Regions from separate parts of the Mus musculus genome. Here all the other regions are linked to region 1. The links are chromatin contacts, called in public HiChIP or PLAC-seq and promoter capture Hi-C maps. All regions are on one chromosome and are shown on one strand. Each heading gives the region's core, a stretch centred on a gene start, on an enhancer-like site or on the middle of the called end of the contact. The rest is flanking DNA. Distances are from core to core; before and after follow the strand shown.

Region 1 (4,550 bases), core at 1,121-3,620:
TCACATACCCATAAAACAATAAATATAGAAACAAACAAAGCAGCATTCAGGAGCAAAAGGGCAGTGGCCACTGGGACTTGAATTCCTGGCCCTGCACTCCTGGCCATAGCCCGCTTTCTTTGTCCTACATCTTCCCCTGAGAACAAGGATTCCCAGACTGACCCATCTGCTTTGCAGGGCAAGTCGCCCAAGAGGGCTGATCTCCAGATCCTGCACTTGTGAGGCCCTGAGCTAGGTACAATATCCCCAGTGACCAGGAAAACTGATAAACACAAGGTGTGCTATCAGGTGACACACCTGGGTGCCTCCCCAGCAACTCTGACCCCCCAGGAGGCTAGTCCTACCTGGTATCATCCTGGCAGGGACTGCAGAGTGCCGACAAGGCTCACCAGGATAAAGTTGGGTCTGAGAACAAAACTCAGCCAGAGGTGGTCCAGTTTCTGCATTGATCCATGTGCATCAATTATAGGGCACAGGAAAGTGAGCACTTGTACAAGGTTCGATGGTTTCCAGCCGAACAGTGGCATCCCTACTGCACACGACACAGTGAGCTTGTTCTTTAGTCCCAGGCCAGAAAACACCTGGCTTGGCACCTTCCCTGGGCAGCTCTGAGCTCTGGGTGCTATATATGATCCATGTCCAGATAATCACAACCCAAGGTTCCTTGGTTCAAAATGGGGGTTGAACCCCAGGCCTTTGGGTTCTTAGCAAGGGCTCCACACTGAGCTACAACCATATTTTCTTTTGCCCCTTCTTTCTTCCAATTAATTAATTAATTAATTAATTAATTTTGAGACAGGGTCTCTCTACAGAGTCCTGGAACTTACCATGTAGACCAGGCTGACCTCCAACTCAGAAATCCTCCTGCCTCTGCCTCCAGAGTGCTGTGTTAAAGGTGTGTGTCTAGAACTCCTTATTCTCCTGCCTCTGCCTCTCAAGTGCTGGGAAGACAGACCCATGGCACCATGCCAGGCTTTGTAAAGTTTTAGTTTCTACAAACTGGCTAGATTCTGCCACGGTCAAACTCCTTTGGCCTACTCACATCAGATCCAGACAACCCCTACCAACCATTCTGTCTAGTGACAGAAAAACTAGGACATGATAGTTTGTAAGTTCGTCAGGACCAGGCCTGACAACTTGAATCTGATCCCAGGTATCCACAAGGTGAAAACTGTCCTCTGACTTCCATACACGTGGCAATGCACAACACACACACATAAATAAACATTAGAAAATAAAATAAGAGAAGGAAAACTTGTCCCAACTTAATTTGTTGGTGACTTGCTAAAATGGAACCAAAGACATCACCTACCACCAATCCCAGAGTCGGAATCATAACAGAAAAGAACAGTGGACGCCAGAGGGATGTGGCGCTCAGGGACAACAAGCAAGAGATTATGTGGTGATATCGCCCCATTCACACACACATCTGCTGTCTGAAAGGTGAGTGCGGGATGCTAGGTGCTAGCCACAGGACAAGGCTGACACCTTGACTTCCTTATTTGACAGGAAGCAGGAGGATGCCACGGTCCAACCACGTCATCAACCTGGTCAGCTACTGGGAATCCCGCCTAGCCCAGGGCTTCTGCCAGAGTTACCTTGGTGCTCTGTTTCTCCTTCATGATGATCCGGGACAGGAGGACCACCCAGATGGGCATGGTGGCCTTGACTGCAAGAGAGGAAAAGGCACTCAGTGGGCAGTCCTGGCAACCTGCACACCCGACCCTGAACCTTCCTTCTGTAAGGCTTCCTCTCGATCCCAATAGCTGGAGTCAATTCTGCTAGGCGCTCGGTAAACTCCTCAGACCTTTTCCAACGTGAGAATCCGACGCACCTTGGCGGCGTCTCAGTCAGACGGCCCGCGCACTCGTACCCACACTTCGAAGCCCCAGACAGCGCGCAAAGCCCGCCTCAGCACTTACCGGTGTGCGCGTAGGAGACCGGCACCTTCCAGATGCTGACGTGCGCCGACACCGACGCGAAGTACTTGCCAAAGGCAAGCGGCAGTACGTAACGCGGATAGAAGCGCGGCGGCAGCAGCGGGCCGGACGCCGGATGCGGGCCGGGTCCGGGGCCCGACACGGGTGGCGCGGGCGGCACGCGCCAGGCGCGCAGCAGCGGCGGCAGCCCCGCGCACAGCGCTAGGATGTGGCACAGCGACACGGTGACCGGGAACGGGAAGGCGCTCAAAATCACCTTGTTGACCACGTTACCGCCCGCGCTCAGCGCGTACCATAGTAGACACAGCACCGCCACCCGCGCACCCTCGCGCGCCCCGCCGCCGCCACCCGCGCCCGGGACCCCTGCGCCCGCGCCGGGACCCGCGGTTGCCGCCGCCGCCATCCTGCCCGAGCGGCCGCCCCTTCCCGCCGGACGACCGCCGGACGCGGGCAGGGGGCGGGACAGCCCTGGAGGGCGCGCCGGCAGACGCCGCTCACCATTGGCCCCTGGCCCTTGCGTCATCGCCGCTCGCCATTGGCCACCGCCCCATACGTCATCGTCGCGCGTCCGCCGACGCGCCCGTACACGTCGTCGGCGAGGGCCCTACCCTCACTTAAACGCTTTCCGGGAGGGGGCGGGGCTAAGCCCGGAAGGCGGGCCGTAGGGCCCGCGGGTGGGTTAAGCGCGTTACGTTCTCTCCGGTGACTGGCAGGACTCCGTGGGAGGTGCCGGGCGACGCGGGCCCGCCCACTTGAGGCTGTGGAAGCCGCGTGCCTGGGGCGTAGACAGGGCTTAGATCTTTTAGAAGAAAAGAAACCGATTGCGGTAAATCCTCTGGACTACGCCGGGTCCTCGGAAGCTGTGCGGTAGGTGTCAATTTCCCCTCACAGACCAACCGAGAGAAATCCAGGGTTAAGTGTCTCCTGCGACAGTGTCTTAAGAGCTCAGCTGACCGGTACGATGCTGGGCAAAACCACGAAGGCAGGACTAGACTTACAAAACTCGATTCCCAAGATCGTGTGCTTTTAAGTGAGGGAGAATAGTTGTTCGCGCTCCTTAAAATGTGTTCATTTATGGAGGCGGGCACGAGCGTGTGTATACACATATTGAGGTCAGACGAGTTGAGTCTTTTGTCTCTTTTCTACCATGTGCATCCAGGAAAAGAAACTAACTCTGGCAGCAAGCGTTTATTTGCTGAGCCATCTCGCCAACCTCAATATTCTCCTTTACAGCGTCTCCTTGAATGCCAGGGTGTCTTTCTACCTCACCTATGTTTTGGTTTGCTTTTCTCTGTGTAACAGATTCCTGGCTGTCATGGACTCGATTTGTAGATTAGGCTAGCTTCGAACTCAGAGATTTGCCTGCCTCCGCCTCCTGAGCACCATGCGTAGCTACTCACCCGTTCTTCAAGGTAGACTGTGTTGTACCCTGGGGTTTGCTGGATACTCATCACACATGTGGCAGTCCTTGTGGATCTGAGTAGAAAATGGCCTGGTCCCTCCCAAAGCAGGAGTTTAAGAATATGGTGATAGGACGCTGGGCTTTGTACCCTAAGGCCTTTGTCACAAACTAAATACAAGAGGAATTAGGATCTTTGGACAGAGCAGTGTCAGATGGCCCCACTGATGTGTTTTGGTTGCTTTTATTTCATATTGGATTTGGCCCTGGCAACTCTGGAAGCTTTTTCATTTCACAACAGGTACATGTACTCAGGGCAACCCAGCTGTGGTTTCACCTCCTCAAATGGCCCTGTAATGGGGAGTGGGGCCATTCTGCAACAAACCTCAGAAATTCCTACTGGCTCTGAAACGGGTTCTGGGTTGGCTTTGGTACCAACCAGACCAGGAGGTATGTTCTAAGACTTAAACCATGAAGCTGCTGTTTTATGAATAACTGTTATCTTTGAAATTAAGAAGATATGGATGAGTGAAAAAAAAATACTAGACACCTAATCTTGGCTTAATTGTGTATGTGGGAGAGAGGGGGTAGATCATTACTATATAACGAAGGTGACATCTTAGTGGACACCTGTCAGGTATGGAGGCAGCCTTGGGTCTGCCTGCAGCTGCTAGCCCAGGGCTAGGGCCAGAAAATAGTTATGTACATCTGGGCCATGCAATCTCCCTGATGGGCAGGGAAGGTGTACACCATGTCACTAAGAGGCTCCTCTAGGTGGGTGACCAAGGGGATGTTGTTGACCATGAATCAATGAAAAGCAGATAGAGAGGCCCTGCCTGCCGCTACAAAATAAAGCTAAAGGGATGTCACCAAGGCTGGCATAGTAGGTATGGATGTGGGCTCCAGGCACTTACCCCTGTAGGAAAGGCCAGATTTAGCTATACATGTGCAAATGAGAAATGATTCCAAAACTGGTTTGTGCAAATATTTTTTTTATTTCCACATTTATATCACAAGTTGTCCACTTACTGGACCAAATAGCAAAGTTGCTCCCTTCTGCGCGAACACAGAAGTCTAGGTACTGTACATTCACTAAGGCTCCTTGTTTTTGCAAATCGCGTTTATGACCATAAGGCAAACGAATCTAAAGGAATGGTTATGAGTGTTTCCAGCCAACAGACGGCTCTTCCCTAGCCCACCAGGGCAACTCA
Region 2 (4,664 bases), core at 346-2,845, 2.0 Mb before region 1:
AGAGTTGTTTATTGGAAAACCAGCGCGTGACGTGTGGGATATTCATCCAGTTGTTGAACTTTTAGCATCAGACATAATCAGCACTTCATCCTGTTTCCACAGTTCTTGCCCTGGTTCTGGGGATCCCCCCTATTAGCTGGACCGGGCAAGCCCACGCCCACTTGGTTTATGTAACCACGCCCACCACAAGCCTCAACAGACGCCCACTCCGTCCTGGTGCGAGCAGGCCTGGCACTTGACCCTCTGGAGAGCTGTGCCTAGACTCCACCCAAGGAACGCGGAAAAAAAGCATAAATATCAAGCTGAAAGGCCCAAGTTCAAGTGTTAAGGGTTCATGAGTAACACATGTAGCGGCGAGGTTAGGAGCTTGGAAAGATGGAACCGTCAGCTCTTATACTTATGAGCGGGTGGGGAATAGGCCACGTCGGTCAAGCGGTCAGGGATCTTAAGTCAGTTGGGTGGGAAACCCTTGAAAATTGGTTTTTGAAACGCGGCAGCGGCAACTCCTGAATAACTCAGCTTGCCCAGCGGCTGAGGCTTCTGGGGAGGGCCTCGGGAGCTTGGGGTCTGACTATGTAGCCCAGTGCATGAACTGAAGTAGGGCAGACCCTGCGACTGCGGGGGGCGTATCAGTTGGGCGTTTGGCGGGCAAGCGGTGGTCTGGGAAAATCAGCAAGCACGGGGTGGGGGAGTGGCCACGCCTGCTTCATGAATAATACAGCAAGTCGGTAGGCGGGCTTTACGGGAGTTTGGGGGCGTGGCCAAACGCGGAGCGCTTGGGGAGCAGTTCCTCGGTGACGCAGGGTTCCATGGGCGTTTGGGGGCGTGGCATAGGGCTGGTAGAGGAGGCGGGCTTCAACGCGTGTAGGCGTGGCTAAATATGTTTCTTTAAGGTGATTTTTTTTTCACTGGGGGCGGGGTGGGCTCGCTGCATATGAGTGACCATCTAGATCTGGCTGGCAACTGCGAACAAACGTGTTCGTCGTCGCGGCCTGGCAGTCTACCAACACGTCGGAGATCACGGCCAGTTTCTCATAAATAACACACTCACGCGACAGGTCGCGAGGCTGAGAGGGCTTTGCTGGGTTTGGGATGAGGATGGGTTTCCTGCAGTCTTGGGGTCGAGGCTGCCTTCGTCTCATGAATAATGCAGGAGGAGTCGTCAGGTAGGAGGAGCCTGTCTGTGAACTGGCGCACGCGCATGGGAGTTGTTTGCAAGGGAGGGAAGTTTCTTAGAGAGCTCTGAAGAGCTGTTTTAAGGCTATGACTGGCCTCGCGAGACCCTTAGGGAGTGGCCAGTTGCGCTGTGGTTAGTTTTTGAAGGCGGGTTTGGAGCGCGCGGGAAGGCGTGGCTAACCTCTCTTCTTGAATAATACAGCAAGACTCACAGTCTCCGGTCCCGAGAGCGGGCCTGTAAGTGCTTGGGGGCGTGGCCATCTGTGCGGGCCCGAGGCAAAATGTTCCTCAGCTCTGTCAAAGAAGGCACGCGCGCCCGGAGTGGGGCGTGGCTATGCTGGCCTCATGAATAATGCAGCACGTCGGCGGGCGGCGCGGCGGGGCGGGGCGGGTCAGGCCGGCGTGCGGGCGCAGTCGCTGAGGAGGGGGGCGGGGGAGTGATGGTTGCAAGATGGCGGCGCTGAAGGAGGCTAGGAGTTACGGGTTGTCGTGTGGGCGCGTGAGCGACGGCAGCAGGGTGTCGGTGTTCCACGTGAAGCTCACCGACAGTGCTTTGAAGGCTTTTGAAAGCTACCGGGCCCACCAGGTGAGCTTTGCGGCGTCCTGGCGGGTAGGCTGCGCCGTGGGGAGACACTTGCGGGGACCTGTGGGGGACAAGGCCGCGCGTCCACACCTGGCGATACCTTGACCAGCCCCAGTGACATCCTTCAGGTTGGCTCTACTCTTGTCTCTTTTTTTAAAAATAGGTCCTTTCTATGTAGCTCAGGTTGTCCCTGAACTGACGGCCATCCTCCTGCCTTAGGTTCTTAAGTGCTGGGATGACAGGTGTGTTTGGATCCACTCATAGAAGGGGTAGTTTGACAGAAACTTACTGCCTGGCCCCAGATCCTGCCACTCTTGTAACCCTGTTTCCCTGGATATTTTGGACAAGGCTGTTGTGTTTTTCTCACCGACGGAGGTGGTTGTGTTAGCCATGGGGGCTTCCTCCCCTGGGCACTCAGCAGGAGGCAACTGTAGCCACCACACTTGGTCTCTCCATTTTCCACTCTTCATCTGGGAGAAATTCCAGGCTTTTTGGTACTGCCTCCTGGCTTGGGAGTGGGGTTAGGGATCCTGGCTGTGTCCCTCTTTCCTGTGCCTCACTCTGGGTCACACCTTGATGCCCCACCCAAGCCACGGTATCACCCTGCATCCATCCACTGAGACAGAAGTTGCAGGACCCCAGGGGAAGTGGCTTGAGGGTTCATCTTACTAAAGTGACTGGGGTGTTGAGTCTGTGTCTGGGATGTGTGTTTGCCTGTGCTGGCTCGGGGGGTGTTGACGCGGTCGAGTGAACAGAGAGTAACTAGGAAAGAATGTGGTTTTCTTCCTGCCCAGGACATGTGCTGCACCATTGGCCAAGCCAGGAATTTATTCCCCATTCAGTGATCTGGGGAGCCTACCTCTTCCTGCATGTCTTCCCTTCACTTCTTTGAGCCACTTCCTGCCCGTGCCCGGGTTTTAGTTTTTTCCTTCCTAGAACAGGTTGAATCTCTTTGGAAAAAGTCCTTCTTCCCTTGTCAAAAGGGGCAGAAAGTGCCCCTGCAGGTGAGAAGGAAGAGGTGGTGAGGATTTGGGTGGCAGCCACTGAGTGACCAGCCCAGCCACTCTTCCTGGTTAGAATTCCAACCTGTAGTCTTTCCCCTTGGGCCATTCTGACTAGTCCTGGAGAACCAGGGCTTTTCTCAGAAACAGCTGGGCCAGAGCATGAGTCACTGCTGTCAGGTGAACTTGGTACCTGGTGGCAGTCGCTGGCCCTTGCTCTGCCACCCCTACAGCCTTCTCCAGCACCGCTGTCATACTGTTATTTTTAATTTTGCTGTGCATTACATCCCCTATCGAAGCCTGGTCTTCCTCTTGTGAGGGCACTTGTGGAATTGCAGGCCACTGTGCTCGGGCCCTGAGGAAGCCAGTTGTGTCTAGCTGTTTGACTACCAACCATAAGGGACTCTGTGTCTTGTGGCTGACAGCATTCAGTTTTGGGACAGTCCAAACCTGTGTTTATCTGGAAAGCTGACAGGGCACTTACTGGCAAGGCGACTTTGGAGTGTAATCTGTGGTCAGCATCAGAGCTTCACTCTATCCTAGGCTGCTGTCAAACCCATGACTCTTGACTCTAGGTGCCAAGGTGGCAGGCAGGAACCACCACCAGCCCAGCTTCAGAGACGCATATAGTTTGTTTCTTGGGGTTGTTTTGTTTTGTTTTGTTTTTGTTTTTTTGAGACAGGGTTTCTCTGTACCACCACGGCCCGGCTCTGTTTCTTGTTTTTTAAGTAATCCTGGTTGTCCTGGATCTTGCCAGGTAGAACATACTGGTCTCTAGCTCTCGGAGATCTACCTGCCACCTTTATTAGGTTAAAGGTGTGTGCCACAGCACCTAACTTGGATTTACTCTTACTCTCTGAGTGTGGAGGGGTCTGAGCTGAGACAGTGTTAGCTCTGGTGGCAGGAGAGGACAGGTTTGGAATGGTGAACCAGGGGAAGGGACTTGGAGAAACTTGAGTAACTAGAAAGGCACTGGATATCAGCTGATGCTCACAGGGCCAGCACTACCTCTTGTCCCTGCTTTGAGTTGGTGCCACATTAAAAAGCAACCTGTCCAAGTTAGTCTCTTTTGCTTCTCCAGCAGTTAGGTCTTGAGTCTGCCCGGCACTTGCTTACCACTGAGCAGTGCCACCAGCTCTTTTATGTTTCGTATTTCTAGATGGGGTCTCTCTGTGTAGCCCTGGCTGTCTTGGAACTCGCTCTGTAGACAAGGCTGGTCTGGAACTCAGAGATCTCCCTGCCTCTACCTCTGAATGCTGGGATTAAAGTTGTATGTCACTACTTCCCAGCTACTTGCTTTCATTTATTTATTTTTTGGTTTTGTTTTTTTCGAGACAGAGTTTCTCTGTTGTTGTTGGGGTTTTGTTGTTGTTGTTGTTGTTGTTGTTGTTTTTAGATTGCTTTACCTCTTCTGTATCCCAGGCTGGTCTTGAACTCAGGACCTTCTAACCTTAACTTCCCTGTTGACTGTCAAGCCCCAGCATCATCCTATATTTTAGTTTGAATTGCCAGGAGCTTTTTCTTAGCTTCAGGTGTAGCCAGAGCAGGGCCTGGAAGGGAACGGGCTGTGGAAAGGGTCTGTGTAACCTGGTGAAGAGCTACACATGTTGAGGGGAGGGAAGTGTGCGCTTGCCTGTACTGGCACAGAATGCCATGTCAGTTCAAGGTACAGCCATAGGCATGGCTGGAGCCCATCCCACCTGGACCTCTAACATAAAAATAATACTGATAAATACAATGCAGGAGAACTGCCTGTGGGTCCAGGGCTGGGGAGGATGAGGCAGAAGGGTTTGGAATTCAAGGCCAGTCTGGCCTATATGAGACCTTTTCTCAAAGAAACAACCTAAAAGAGTTCTCAAACCAAACTGGTGCTGATGTGACACTTCATCTGTGTGTTTTGGGAC
Region 3 (4,546 bases), core at 1,551-4,050, 1.1 Mb before region 1:
CTGGCAGCCCAGGGAGCAGGCTCAGCCCCGCCACACCATCCCTAGCACTCCGCCCTATTCCTGACATTCCCCAGCTGTATCCTCCCCTCTCAACCCCTCCCAAGTTGTCTCTTCACCTATGAACTTGCTGTGTGATCTTGAGTAGGAGGGATCGAAAGTCTGTGAAGTCGAGTTTACATGACTGAGGCATGGGTCAGATAAAGGCACTTGCAGACAAGCTGAGGACCTGAGTTTAAAACCAGGACTGGCATGATGGGAGGAGGGGACTGACTCCCAAAGACTGTACTCTGACCTCCACACCTACTAAGCCCAGGCAGGTGCACACACTGACTCTAGCCCTTCACCTTGAGGGAAACACCTGAAAGGCGGAGGCTGGGATTGTGATATGAGGGTGTCCCATCTGGTTTGGTCTCACAGTGTTTGCACAGGGAGGAGCCTAGTGCATCTGCTCAGTTTTAGGGACTTGGGAAGCTGTTTGGAGCTGTTTACCTTCCTGCTTCAGGGGCTTTCCTCCAGGATGGACTGTTTCAGTCTCAGGGGAAACTGATACACAAGAGGCTAGCCTGGGTTACAGAAACACCAACCCAGAGAAGAGTCCTCCTGTGGGGAGCTGCCCTTGGCCTCCCTTCTGGCTCTGGCTTGAAGCAGGGTCTCTGGTTGTACCCCAGCTGCCCTGGTTGGTCTCTGGCTTCAGGATCCTTCCATCCTGCATTGGGAGTGCCTCTGGCTTAAATGTGCCCTGCTGCATTGAGCTTTCTGAGGTAGTTTTGTGTCCACTGAGCTGCCTCCAAGCCACACACTGCGCTTATAGAATGCTGGGAACTGTTGCTGACTGCAATAGTTTGTGGCCACTCTAGATGTCACTTCCTCTGGGAAGGCCTCCAGGGACAGGGAGGGCCTGTAAGGACTAATGATCATCCTGAACAGCCCGCAGTGCCTCCCACACTGATGATCACCCTAACCAGTCCGCACTGCCTCCACAGGACATGTTTGCCTTCATGGGTAGCCTGGACACCAAGGGCGCCAGCTACAAGTATGAGGTAGCACTTGCTGGTCCTGCCCTGGAGCTGCACAATTGCATGGCCAAGTTGCTGGCCCACCCGCTGCAAAGACCCTGCCAGACCCACGCGAGCTACAGCCTGCTGGAGGAGGACGAGGAGGCTGGAGAAGAGGAAGCCACTGTGTGAACTATGACATGTGACATCTCCGCACCCTCCTATGAGGAGAGCGCAGGCACACTATTATTGGCCCATGCTCAATCCCACTCTGTCCACTGTAAATTCATTCTTCCTGGGACTATTTTTGTCACCGGAATAAAAATCTGAGGTCCCTGAGCCCACCCTTGGTGTCACTTTGGGCTCACTGAGACCTGTTATTAATGTCACAGAAAACAGGCACTAAACAAAGCAGTGGTGTATGGCTTCAGGCTCAGCTGTATCCGAGTAACCCACAGGCTGGTGTTCACTGCGCTTTCCAAACTCCTCTTCATCCTACAGAACCCACTCCAGATGTTCTTTTATCCAGAAAGTCCTCCAGAAACAGGGAAGATCTATTGAAAGTGGAACTGGTATGGCTGTCATATTTGGGACCTCCTAGATACACAAAAGTCCCAGCTCCAAGTGGGAAGTGGGTTCTGATGACACCTGTCACCCCCAATCTCAGTATCCTGATCTGATTGAACTTGTGTAGCCATGTGGTCTCGCCATGAGCAATCACTGCCTAGGGTTTGGAACCCTGATGTCCTAGGCAAGGATGGGGACATAGGGTGTGCGCCCTAGAAGAGGAAGGGAAACCCAGGAACCCCCCAGCCCCAGGTCAGACCAGAGGTTCAACCTGTCCACCTTCTCCATTTATAGAAAACAAAATGGCAGTGGGTGGGAGTTGGGCTCACCTTGATACAGGCGGCTGAGACATGAGGAGGCCAGTTCTAGGTTAGCAGGGCCCGCATTGGGAAGCACTGGATCAAACGGTGCATAAAAAATAGGCCAGGAGCCTATGATGACTCAGCCATTTAGAGCACAAGCTGTTCTTGCGGAACACCCGGGTTCAGCTCCCACACGGGGTCTCACAAGTCCACTTTCCGGGGATTCGATGCCCCATTTCTGGTCATGCAAGCAAAACACCCACACACTTTAGTTAATTTAAAAAGTAGGTCAGCTTGATTTTCTGGCCTTTGCATTTATTGGGCACTTAGTGTTGAGCCCTGTACTCCCATTTGCAAATAAGGAAAATGAAGCTCTTTATATTTTTTAATTAATTAATGTGTATGTGCACACGTGCGTGTGCTTGTGCAGGCTCCCGGCCCAGGCACACGTGTCGAAGTCCGCCTGTTCCTTCTTTCCAATGTGTGGGTTCTGGGTATCGAACCCAGGTCACTAGACTTGGCAGCAAGCATCTTGACCAGCTGTGCCGTCTCGCTGGTCCTCTCAAAGCTCTACTCCACAGAGCTACAGCCAACTCAGCTGTGCCATGCTGTTCCTCGGGAGTCTGATCCCAGCACTCGGTTGGCTGAGACAGGAGAATGACTGTAAGTTTTTGAATACCTTGAGGTCCGTCAGGGGTATCCAGGAGTTTGTTTTGTTAAAGACAAAGAGAGGCCCCGCTCTTTATCCCCAGCTCCCCTGGAATTTGCTGTAATTCTCCTGGCATCCCAGATGTACGCACCAAACCCTGGAGTCCCTCTGGCTTGCTCCGGACGTAGGGTGCAGCTAGTCAATCCCGATCGGCGTGGGGCGGGGCCAGAAGCAGAGGTGGGCGTGGCTGCGCGTGCGTAGACAGTTGCCGCGCGAATTTGAACTGCAGAGGGCGGTGACTCCTATGGGACATGGCCGATACTGCATGCTTGGCTCTGAGGCTGCTAGCAGCACTACGCGAGGAGGAGGCGCGGTGAGGGCGGCCGGGTCCGGGTGCTACCCGACCTTCTGCTCCCCGGGTGGTCAGGAGGTCTGAGGTCTACTGTGCTCGTCCTCCTGCAGGGCTGTGGAGGAGCTGCTGCGCCTCGGAGCGGACCCCAACCTGGTGTTGGACGATGGCGCTGCGGCGGTGCACCTGGCAGCCAGAGCGAGCCACCCGCGCGCCCTGCATTGCCTTCGGATGCTGCTGCGCTGGGGAGCGGATCCCAATGCTCGGTGAGGCGCGGCCCGGGTCCCTGGGTGCGGTAGGCGTGACTTGGGACAGCGGCACTGGACGTCAGGCTCCGGGTCCGAGGCGTCAGTCAGGTCTAAGATGGAAATGTCTGCTTCCAAGGTCGGGTACAAGGTGTCCCATAACTGTCATCTGGCACTCTGGGAGACTGAGGCAAGAGGATGACCGTGAATTAGAGTCTCACATGGTAGTGGGCACCGGTCATCCCAGCACGGGGAACTGAGGCAGGAGGAGCAGGAGTTCATGGCTAGCCTGGGCTATGCGAGACTGCCTAGGAAAGGAACCAACGCCGCACACCTCTCCTCTGTCTTTGGGGATCCCAGGTCCGCGGAGGGGCTGACGCCTGTGCATGTGGCTGCCGCGTGGGGCTGTTGTGGTGCTCTGGAGTTGCTGCTGAGCCGAGGAGGTGACCCCACACTGCGGGACCAGGTCAGTACCCCGCGCAGGCACACATGGGTGGCAGGAGGGTGGGTTAAGGACGCCCCCTGCTGACGGTGACTGCACAGGATGGGCTCAGGCCCTTGGACTGGGCACTACAGCAGCGACACCACAACTGCGCACGAGTGCTGCAGGAGCTGGACACGCCCACCCAGCCTGATGAGACCCGAGAACCCACAGGTGAGAGGAACTGAGGGGGTGTACCGGGCTACCACACTGCCCGGCCCAGTTCTGTTTGTACATCTATCGTGTCAATCACTATCCATGGTCTATCTTATCGGTCACATAACTATCATGCCAATTACCTACCTGTCAGTCATCTCGCACCTATATCATTTATCATGTCTATATCATACCTGTTTATATCTGTGTTATATCTGATTACTTATTTATCCATACATTTATACATCTATATGCAGAGACGTTTCATGTAGCCCAGGGTAGCTTTGAAACTGAAACATGCCAAGGACCTGCCTTAGCAGAGTCTTCTGGAGTTTCTCAAGATTCGGAGTTGCACGTGCATAGAGCTGAGCTGGAGGTGGAGGCTGTAGAGGTGGCTGTGCATCCCCAGAGCTCTGAGGCCACCGAGAACTCAGACTACAGCAGCGATGCTTCGTTTGTCACTGCAGTGGAGGACTCTCTGCAGCCCGGGCGCCCTGGGGGGGCATTGGAGCTAGTGGCTGGCTTGTGGGTAACCCGTGGGGCTGTGTCAGCTGGGAAGGGAGCACCCAACTGCCAGCCGCAGGTCCTGACATTGACTGCAAGGGACACGGACAAACCCGTACTGCCTGGTGATGGGGATCTGGGGGCTTTGCACCCCCACAGTTCGGTGCCCCCCATGTCGGATCTGCAGCTCCTCCAGGCCCTGCGGGCGCTGGGCTATAGCCCTGGACCCGTCACACCTTTCACCAGAGGACACTATCTACGGCGGCTGCAGGAAGCCCAGGCTAGCCGTGGTGAGTCC
Region 4 (4,518 bases), core at 1,090-3,589, 1.2 Mb before region 1:
GCTTCTGTGCCACTGTGTGTACCATGGTGCCTGTGTAAAGGTCAGGGACAACCTCAGCGAAGGTTCTCACCTTCTACCTTTCTTAGCCATGGCTCTGTTTGCCCTGCTAGCTCTGCCTCCTACTCCTAGAGACTGTGCTGCTTTAGCCTCCCATCTCCCTGTGGGAAGTGCTGGATTACAGACAGACACTACTGCATCCAGTCTTTATGTGGCTTCTGGGGACCTAAACTCAGGTTGTTGGGATTGTTCAGAGAGCAAATAAATCTCACTTCACAGCCCTGGCTGTGCCAGACAGCTCATAGGTTAAGAGTGTCTGCTGCTCTTACAGAGGACTTGAGTTCAGTCTCCAGCACCCAGGTGAGGTGGCTCACAACCACCTGTAACTCCAGCTCCAGGGGATCCCAACCTCTTCTGGACACACCTGCAAGTCAAAAGCAGGGCTGGGAGCTGGGGGCTTCTCCCTGCTCTGGGGGCAAATCATGGGCCTATGGGAGAACATGGGGCCCTGTAGTTCTACAAAGTGCAGGTGCATCTGTTGTCCCTCATGGTGCCCCAAAGCCTGCCCACCACTCACAGAGGCTTCAGTAACATGGCCTTGTCCTGTCCTGTGCCCACTGTGCATCCCTACTCTCTACCCCCTGCCTTTCAGGGCTGGGAGTCTCAGGTGTAGGAGGCTCCTACCATAGGCCTCTTCTCTTAGCATTTCAGCATTTTACATTTTATGTAGTTTGTAGTGCTCGTGTGCCATGATGTGCACATGGAGGGCAGAGGACAAAATGCGTAGTCAATTGTCTTAGTCAGGGTTTCTATTCCTGCACAAACATCATGACCAAGAAGCAAGTTGGGGAGGAAAGGGTTTATTCAGCTTACTCTTCCACATTGCTGTTCATCACCAAAGGAAGTCAGGACTGGAACTCAAGCAGGTCAGGAAGCAGGAACTGATGCAGAGGCCACGGAGGGATGTTCCTTACTGGCTTGCTTCCCCTGGCTTGCTCAGCCTGCTCTCTTATAGAACCCAAGACTACCATCCCAGAGATGGCACCACCCACAAGGGGACCTCCTCCCTTGACCCTAATTGAGAAAATGCCTTACAGCTGGATCTCATGGAGGCATTTCCCTAACTGAAGCTCCTTTCTCTGTGATAACTCCAGCCTGTGTCAAGTTGACACAAAACTGGCCAGTACATCAGTTATCTACTTTCACCATATGAAACCCATGGATCAAAATAAGATCATGAGGCTTGGTGGCAAGAGCCTTTGTTTCACCCACTTGACCTTCACAGAGTGTCCTTTGCTGTATACAGTCACAATAGCCCGTGACCCTCATCCTTCAGACTCTTAAGCAAACACCCATGGGTGTAGTGAGTCAGGGCTAAAGGGGAGTGCGACAAGCAACCCTAGAGCTCCTGAGGCCTAGGAAAAGGTCTGTGCTGGGACTAAAGTCGTGCTACCATGTAGGGTCACGTTTTTCCTTTAAAAAAAGGAAGGCTAGGTGGTGGTGGCACATGCCTTTGAACCCAGCACTTGGCAGGCAGATTTCTGTGAATTCAAGGCCAGACTGGTCTACAGAGCTCCGGATCAGCTACACACATACACACACACACACACACACACACACACACACACACACACACAAAACAAAAAACAAAAAACACCACTGTCTCCAAGGGGAAAAAGAGAGAATGTCCACCAAAGTCCACGCACAACCCCAATTCTGAACTGCATCTGGGACCCCAGCTCCCCAGCACGCACCGAAGCGGCTCAGAGCCTGGGCTTCTGGTCTGGGAGAGATTCGGGCATTGGCTCATAAGATCCCAGTTCTCCAGCTCCGCTGCCTGTGAGCCCAGGATCTGGTCTTTGGCCAACCCACAGGAGCCCCTAAATTCCGCCCTTCTGAGATCCCAACTCACCCTGCGTCCCGTTCTGAGGAATCCGCCATTCTCCCGCCTTCCACTCAAAGGCAAGCGTCTCAGGGTCCCGCCCGCTAGGAGGCAGGGAGTAGTGCTGGAAGCCGGAGGGTGCTCTCTTCACGCGAGCCGCGGGGCGGGCTCCAAGCTTGCTACAGTTCGTTCAGCCTGGCCAAGAGCGCCGAAAAAGGGCGTGGCTCCAAGGTGTCCCTCAGACGTGTGGGCTTCCGGCACCAACCTGAGCGGGCTAAAATACTGCTGGGGAGGGGCGTGACTATCATAGCGCCCGCCCCTCTCAGCTGTGGAACACTTAGCATCTGGAATGCACCAACCGCAGAGGGCGTTCGCTGCGCGCCTTTAGATGGGGCGGGACCTCGAGTCGCCCCGCCTCTCCGACGAGTTGGCGCCCGCCCACTCAGCGCCTCCGGAACCCGGAAGTGAAATCGCACGGTGCAGCGGCGGGCGAGGCTGGTCGCTTCGGGGCGGGGCGGCCGGGAGCAGCGGGCAGGCTGGCCGGGGACCGGTGGCGCGCAGCGGCCCGAGGTCCAGGTAAGTTCTCGCGGCGGCCGTGAGTGGAGACCCGAGCCGGGGTTGTGCACCGGGTTGCTCCTGAAGTCGTGGGACGTGAGGGCAGGATGCGGCCTGGGGGACGCGTGGACGCTGAGGGGGTTGAGACTGGCGGGCTTACCGCGTCTTTCAGCGGCGGCTGAGGAGAGGACGTGGCTAAGGTGGCATCTGGGGGGATCTCAGGAAACGGGGGAGGCCAGGAAGGCGGAGCCGAGGGGCCGTGCTAGGGAAAGGGACTTCTGCACTCGCGGTCTGAGCCCTAGGGTGTCAGAGAGGCGCCGGGCTCTCAGAGAATGGGAAACGGTCTGTGGCAACCCACTGTTGGGGCTGGAACGTCTAAAAGAGTGGGCCTGGAAAGACACGCAAAAACAGTTCCTCAGAGGGCCGGAGGAGTGGAGAGGAGGAGGAAAGGGAGATGACGGGGTGCAGCCTCTGGAGACTCGCCCCCGCCTTCCCCTCTTGATTCATCTTCTTCCTGACTTCACTCCCGGACAGCTGGGTGATCCGCCAGGGCGAGTCCCAGCGCCCTCTGGGTTCTCTCTCTGCTTTGATAGGCACATCACTTTCTGCTCAAGAAAAGAGTAGCTGGACTCTAGAGGAGGTTGCGGGGTGGGGGTGGGGTTCTGACACCCGAACTGCGTTTCAGAAGAAAGGGAGCCGGTAGGGTGGAAGCCACTCTCTCAAGAGAGTCACATCCTTGGACTTAAACGTTTTTTTGTTTTTTGTTTTTTGTTTTTAAATGACTTACAGGAAATGTATACCTCAGCGGTGGCAGAGATCTCAGCCCCGTGGAGTCACAGCTGCCAACAAACCCTCCCTTCTTTTTCTAGGGACCCTAACTCCCAAGGCTTTATAGGGGAGTCCTTTTGTGCCTCTTTGGCTCATTTTCCAGCACTTTAAGACATCCACCTAGCAGCCCCTCAGGTTGTATCTCCTTACCTTGTTGGGTATTGTCTAGTCTTTGAGACTTCAGTATCTTAAGGTGTCAAGGAATGGCTGGAGGTGGCATGAGCAACTATAAAGTTATTGTCACCGGCCTCTCTGCTCCTACAAGGCCTTGGAGCTGCCTGGTTTTGATTGGCATCACTTTCTCCCCCCCCCCCCTTACCAGTATTCCCTGTCTGCTGTGTGCTTGCTGAAAGGAGGCCAGGTTTAGAGCTCCATTTGGTACAGGAATCTGGATATAAAGGAAGCCTTAGAGACATGACTGCCCCATTCACTTCAAGAATGTTCTGGAAGAAATCTTTCAACTTAGCTTGCCCAAGGGCACACGGTGCAAGTCATGCCCCTTGGAATATCGAAGACTTTTTGGTCCTGAGACCCCAGGAAGGACATGAACTTTCCTATGCATGACACACTTTTTCTCCTGCTTACTTGGAGCTGTGACTCAGTGGAGGTCTCCTGGAAGAAGCAAGCGCCTTGTTTGGGGTCTGGCCTGGGGCAAGACTCTGCCTATTTCTCCTTTGGATTGGCCTGTGTCAGCCTTTTTCCAGAGCTAACCCCACTTATTAACTTTCATGTTTCTGGTACACACCCTTTGGTTTTATGCAGCTCCAACTTTCTGTCTCTTGCCCTGCAAATGCTGGGGACGGAACTTAGAACCTTGTGCTTGCTTACTGGGTAAGTGTTCCACCATAGAGCCACACCTCCAGTCAGGTGTCCAGGATGCTACCTGCATGAAGCACAATGCTCTGGCTTTGACCTCCTACTTGGGTAAAACCCTCTCTCAAGTCTAGCTAGTACCTTGTGGGTCAGGTGGGGACTCAGGACTCCTGGGCTTGACTCCCTTCCTGACAAGAGACCATGAACTTGTGGCTTCCCTTTCCTTATCTCTCTGGTAACATGTGGTGAATGGGTCCAAAATTAACCAAGCAAGAGCTGGTTGTGCCAAGTGGTTGGCTGCCTCCTGAGAGCAGAGCTGAGATCTCCTTGTGCCTCAGAGGAACAGCTATTGTCCCTTTACATGGAAAGAATGGCATTCCCATTAGGCAGACCTTCACAATGACAGGTGACATGAGTTATCACAGGGGCAGAATTGGGAAGAC
Region 5 (4,568 bases), core at 624-3,123, 1.1 Mb before region 1:
GAAACCTGCTATGCTCTGGTCCTTATGAAGGCCAGTCACAAGCAGTGGCAGATAGGCTCAACCACTCAATAGGAGAGAACCCATTCCACAAGTTGTCCTCTAATCCCCAGGTGTGCACTGTGATGTATGACACAAGAGCACATGCACACACAAATAATCAAATTTAAAATGTAAGACATCCCACCCAATGCCAGGTCTTAGGTATGTGTGACTGTTGTTTCTTTATTCCATGTCACTCCATTTCGGTCAATCCCAAAGTAATGCAGGTTGTAGCAGCAGGTGAGCAGAAGAGCAAAAAAATGGTACATACATACAACACAGCATCTTTCCTCTTTAGAAAGGAGACACATTCTGTGGGTGTGGTAGTCAGGATGGCGTGCAGGTACTAGTGTGGCACAGGCCTTTAATCTCAAAAGAGGCCAGTCAGGGCTGTATAGTGAGAGCTAGCTCCGAACAGTGCTTACTGTTCTTTCAGAGGACATAGGGCTTCTATTGCTGGGAAGAGACACCATGACCATGGCAACTTTTATAAAGGAAAAATTGGGGGGCGGGGGGGGCTGGTTCACAGGAGTTTAGTCCATCATTGTCATGTCAGGAAGTATGGTGACACTCAGACAGAGGTAGCTGAGGAGTCCATATCTGAATCAGCAGGCAGCAGGAAAAGGACTGTATTCCAGTAGGCCTAGTTTTTGAGACCTCAAAGCACACCCCACCCCATGGTGTACTTCCTCCAATATGGCCACTGCCTGTGGTTTACTATGGGCTCATTTTGATTCAAACCACAAGCAACAAGGCTCAGTATTCAATTACCAGCATCACATGGCCCTCACAGTCACCATAACTCCAGTGCTCGGGGATCCAGTATCATTTTTGTTTTTTAAGGTTTAAATAGTTTTTTAGAGACAGGGTTTCTCTGTGTAGCCCTGGCTGTCTTGGAACTCTCTCTGTAGACCAAGCTGGCCTCAAACTCAAAGATCCACCTGCCTCTTTCTCCTGAGTGCTAGGATTAAAACCCTACCACCACCCTGCCCAGGTTAAAATGTTATGTTTAATTGTGTGTTGGTGTGTGCATATGAAACGTGAAGAAATCAGAGGTGTCAGATCCCCGGAGTCACAGGCATCTTTTCTAAAAACGTGGACTGAGACGGCTTGTCTAGCATTTCTAATGCTCATAAGTTACATGCGAGTGAAAGAGGTAAACCTAATATTGGTTCACAACCACGGTAAATCCAGCTCCAGGGCATCCTGGCTTGTTTTATAATCCTCATGGCATTCATTCCCTGATCCCTGAATTTCTCATTGGCTAAGTTCTTCGGGAGGTACAATATTCTCCATCCTTCGGGGCCTCGATCATGTAGCCGACTACATGTAACCTAAAATGAAAGAGAGTTGCTGGTAGCTAGGGAAGGGGGGGCCATGGACCATGATTTATTAAAGCTCAGGATGCTGGCAGCCAGGACTGGAAACTAGCAGGTCCGGCCAGATGGAAACGCCCAACTGACACGTCATCAAGCAGGGTCGGGGGAGACCCCAGGTCAAGGTTCCCGCTACAGAGGTAGAAAACACGTGCACTGCGCGCGCAGAGGCGAGGTGAACAAGCGGAATGCAATGACCGGCGAGGGAAGATGAGGAATGGCTTTTCCAGTCCTTTCAACGAATTCTCGCCGGACATAATCGGCTGTTCAGGGCCTACATGGACTACAGAGACTCTGCTTCAAAAAACGAAAAAGGCCAGGTATCAAGACCATCATTTTAAAAAGAGACAGGGACGAAAACGATTTATCTTTGAATAAACTGCGGCTTGAAATAAAACTCTACTTCCGTCCCAAGCGTAGCAGGGCGGACCTCGGAGGGGAAGGACCTCACTCAGGCACTTCCGCCCTTTTCTAAGATGGCGCAGGCGGAAGGAGCCTATCATCGCCCGCTGGCGACGTCGCGGTTGGAGTTGAACCTGGTACGGCTGCTTTGTCGCTGTGAGTCGATGGCGGCAGAAAAACGAGAACCGGACGAGTGGCGACTGGAGAAGGTGAGGGATTCCCACGCCGCCGCAAAGGCCTGCGAACCAACTCCACAGGCCACTGTCTCCGCTCCTTCTGGTCCGCGGCGACACGCCCCTCGTGCGTAACCCCTGACGTCCTAGTTTTCTCCCTACAGCTTCACGCACAGGCCACGCCCTCTCAATTCTAGGTCTTCGCTTATGTCCCCTCCCCTCTCTGACTCCTCTCCGGGTCCCACCCCTCTCCCTGGTTTGCTCCTGCCTTGGGCCACTGGCTTGGCTGACACCATACCTTCCCTCCCAGTATGTGGGTGCCCTGGAAGACATGCTGCAGGCCCTGAAAGTTCAAGCAAGGTGAGTGTGGGGGCACCGAGTCACCACCTCCTACGACGGCACAGCAGCAGACTAACTTTTTCCTGCTGCCTTTCAGTAAACCGGCCTCAGAAGTGATCAGCGAGTACTCCCGCAAAGTGGACTTTCTGAAGGGCATGCTGCAGGCCGAGAAGTTGGTGAGCCTGCCCTCCCATCCCTCAGGCGGGCCTCACTCAGTTCCCCACAGCCCCTAGGACCAGGGCACAGCCCCCCAGTAACTCGTCTTCCCCTTCCTATGTCTCCTCAGACCTCCTCCTCTGAAAAAGCTCTAGCTAACCAGTTCCTGGCTCCTGGCCGCGTGCCCACCACAGCCAAGGAGCGGGTGCCTGCCACCAAGACTGTACATTTGCAGTCTAGGGCACGTTACACCAGTGAGATGCGGAGTGAGCTGTTGGGCATGGTACGATTCCCTCCCTTGTACTTGGGACCAACCTCTGGATAGCAAAAAGAGTAGTCTTCAGAGGGGAAAGACTGGAATAATACCACAAACTCTAGTGGGCCTTAGGCAAGGCTTCCCCAGGAAGGCACTGTGCTCAAGAAGAGGAATTTGGCTGGGTGGTGGTAGTACACGTCTTTAAACCTCAGCACTGAGGAGGCAGAGGCAGGCAGATCTTTGTGAGTTCAAAGCCAGCCTGCTTGCTCTACAGAATAAGTCCAGTAATCAGGGCTACACAGAGAAACTCTGTCTTAAAAAAAATTAGCAAAACAAAGAAGAATGGACCACATCTGGTTAAACCCCAGAGTTGGCCCCACAGCTTTACATGAGTCAGCCCAAAGCAGAGAGAGATTTAGGGAAGATATCAAAGAGCATGGCCTCATTCCTCTCTCCTCCCCACAGGAACCATCTGGAGGTGAGACATGCTGAGCATGACTGTTCCTGCCACCCCACAGCCCTCATGCCTGCCCATCCCCCTTGATTTTTCCCAGCCCAGGAAGAGGTCCCAGGGTCATCTTTGCCTGAGGGGAGGCTGAGAAAGAGGATGGTTCCCAGCACAGTGCTAGGCCATTGAGAGGGATCTGGGACCAGGGAGAGTGGGCAAAAAGCAGTTCACAGGCAGAACAGCATTTTGCTGATCAAGGTCAGAAGTTTGGAAACAAGAAAGCTATCTTCTTTGTTCTTGGCCTCTTTTGCTTCCAGAATGTGAGGTGGACATGAGGAAACGAGCGTGAGTATTTCAGCCACAGCGTGACAGGGAAGGGAAATGAGCGGCTGAAGCTGGGGCCCCTGAGCTGCTATAAGGACCAGCTGCCTGCTGGAAGTCCTTTCTGGGGCTGCTGTTCCCAGAATGTAAAAGAGCAGGGGAAACTGAGTCCCCAGTAGAACTGAGGGTGGTGCCATGGGCCCTGGGATCCTTGGGAAAGGGCCACATGGATGTCTTTACCTATCACTACTGGGGACCTACAAATGTGGCGTCAGCAGTGCGAAGGGGTCCAGACCTGCAGATGAGAGGCAGTCAGCATCCGAGCTAGACCTCGTCCTCCAGAGGCACCAGGGCCTCCAGGAAAAGCTGGCTGAGGAGATGCTAGGCCTGGCCCGCAGCCTCAAGACCAACACACTGGCTGCCCAGAGTGTCATCAAGAAGGACAATCAGGTGTGGTAACACTGCTGCCTCTGTCTGCCTCAGAAAGCTCTGCAAAAAAGGGGCATTGTGACTGGTGTTTTGCTGGTTGAGCAAGAGTTTGTTAAAGCCCAGGGGGAGGGGGTAGCTGAGCATGCTTGGCCGAGGTCACACTATGCACCAGAAGCACAGGCTACTCAGGAAAAGTCATACTTGGGTCTCAGTCTTGTTGACACAGCCCCTTCTTCTCCCACAGACCCTGTCACATTCACTCAAGATGGCAGACCAGAACCTGGAGAAGCTGAAGCTGGAGTCGGAGAGATTGGAGCAGCATGCACAGAAGTCAGTGAACTGGCTGCTGTGGGCCATGCTCATTGTCGTGTGCTTCGTGTTCATCAGCATGATCCTGTTTATCCGAATCATGCCCAGGCTGAAATAAAACAAGAAAGCCTGCACACCAACCCACATGTCTTCAGTGCTAGCAGTGTGTGTGTGTGTGTGTGTGTGTTGCAGGGGGTGCCTGGGCTGCAGGGTGGTGCCAGCCAGGACACCTCTATCCTGAAGTCAGCCTACAGCCCTTCACCTGGCCACTCTGCTCCAAAGGCGTAGGGCAGCCTACAATACACAACAAAACCAAGTCT

The links. Promoter capture Hi-C pulls out the DNA fragments that hold promoters and counts their contacts. HiChIP or PLAC-seq counts read pairs in DNA pulled down with a chosen protein or histone mark. Capture Hi-C pulls out chosen DNA fragments and counts their contacts.
Region 2: a promoter capture Hi-C map of pre-B cells shows a contact between it and region 1, with 3 times the contacts expected there. The contact joins the promoter of Ell here to the promoter of Slc35e1 in region 1.
Region 3: an H3K27ac HiChIP or PLAC-seq map of thymic regulatory T cells shows a contact between it and region 1, with 6 times the contacts expected there. The contact joins the promoter of Ankle1 here to the promoter of Slc35e1 in region 1. A contact is called at or near these places in 3 of 39 promoter capture datasets (cranial neural crest, embryonic stem cells and pre-B cells), 3 of 115 datasets of contacts at active chromatin or transcription factors (pancreatic cancer cells, regulatory T cell precursor and thymic regulatory T cells) and 2 of 9 other capture datasets (adipose tissue and liver).
Region 4: a promoter capture Hi-C map of adipose tissue shows a contact between it and region 1, with 2.2 times the contacts expected there. The contact joins the promoter of Myo9b here to the promoter of Slc35e1 in region 1. A contact is called at or near these places in 1 of 39 promoter capture datasets (pre-B cells) and 1 of 9 other capture datasets (adipose tissue).
Region 5: a contact with region 1 is called in a promoter capture Hi-C map of liver, with 2.4 times the contacts expected there. The contact joins the promoter of Use1 here to the promoter of Slc35e1 in region 1. A contact is called at or near these places in 1 of 39 promoter capture datasets (pre-B cells), 3 of 484 Hi-C or Micro-C datasets (B cells, CD4 T cells and uterus), 1 of 115 datasets of contacts at active chromatin or transcription factors (thymic regulatory T cells) and 2 of 9 other capture datasets (adipose tissue and liver).

What each region holds. Positions count from the first base shown.
Region 1 is chr8:72,490,244-72,494,793 of GRCm38.p6, forward strand. It overlaps Slc35e1 (solute carrier family 35, member E1), which reads right to left and starts at 2,371. Exons shown (of 6, transcript NM_177766.3): 1 at 1,923-2,371; 2 at 1,599-1,669. The coding sequence starts at 2,343. Med26 (mediator complex subunit 26) reads right to left here. Exons shown (of 3, transcript NM_027485.4): 3 at 4,315-4,550.
Region 2 is chr8:70,538,080-70,542,743 of GRCm38.p6, forward strand. It overlaps Ell (elongation factor RNA polymerase II), which reads left to right and starts at 1,596. Exons shown (of 12, transcript NM_007924.2): 1 at 1,596-1,762. The coding sequence starts at 1,628. Gm51534 (a long non-coding RNA gene) reads right to left here and starts at 1,450. Exons shown (of 2, transcript XR_003947400.1): 1 at 1,389-1,450.
Region 3 is chr8:71,403,212-71,407,757 of GRCm38.p6, forward strand. Ankle1 (ankyrin repeat and LEM domain containing 1) reads left to right here and starts at 2,801. Exons shown (of 9, transcript NM_172756.3): 1 at 2,801-2,886; 2 at 2,976-3,128; 3 at 3,468-3,573; 4 at 3,651-3,762; 5 at 4,002-4,538. The coding sequence starts at 2,825. It overlaps Babam1 (BRISC and BRCA1 A complex member 1), which reads left to right. Exons shown (of 9, transcript NM_026636.2): 9 at 984-1,561. The coding sequence ends at 1,187. Gm39193 (a long non-coding RNA gene) reads right to left here and starts at 2,800. Exons shown (of 2, transcript XR_870504.2): 1 at 2,665-2,800; 2 at 2,137-2,508.
Region 4 is chr8:71,270,375-71,274,892 of GRCm38.p6, forward strand. Myo9b (myosin IXb) reads left to right here and starts at 2,340. Exons shown (of 40, transcript NM_001142322.1): 1 at 2,340-2,455. Haus8 (4HAUS augmin-like complex, subunit 8) reads right to left here and starts at 2,216. Exons shown (of 11, transcript NM_001163042.1): 1 at 1,910-2,216. The coding sequence starts at 1,938.
Region 5 is chr8:71,365,344-71,369,911 of GRCm38.p6, forward strand. Use1 (unconventional SNARE in the ER 1 homolog (S. cerevisiae)) reads left to right here and starts at 1,874. Exons shown (of 8, transcript NM_025917.4): 1 at 1,874-2,026; 2 at 2,301-2,350; 3 at 2,427-2,505; 4 at 2,616-2,768; 5 at 3,207-3,219; 6 at 3,507-3,534; 7 at 3,789-3,960; 8 at 4,184-4,389. The coding sequence starts at 1,892. The coding sequence ends at 4,366.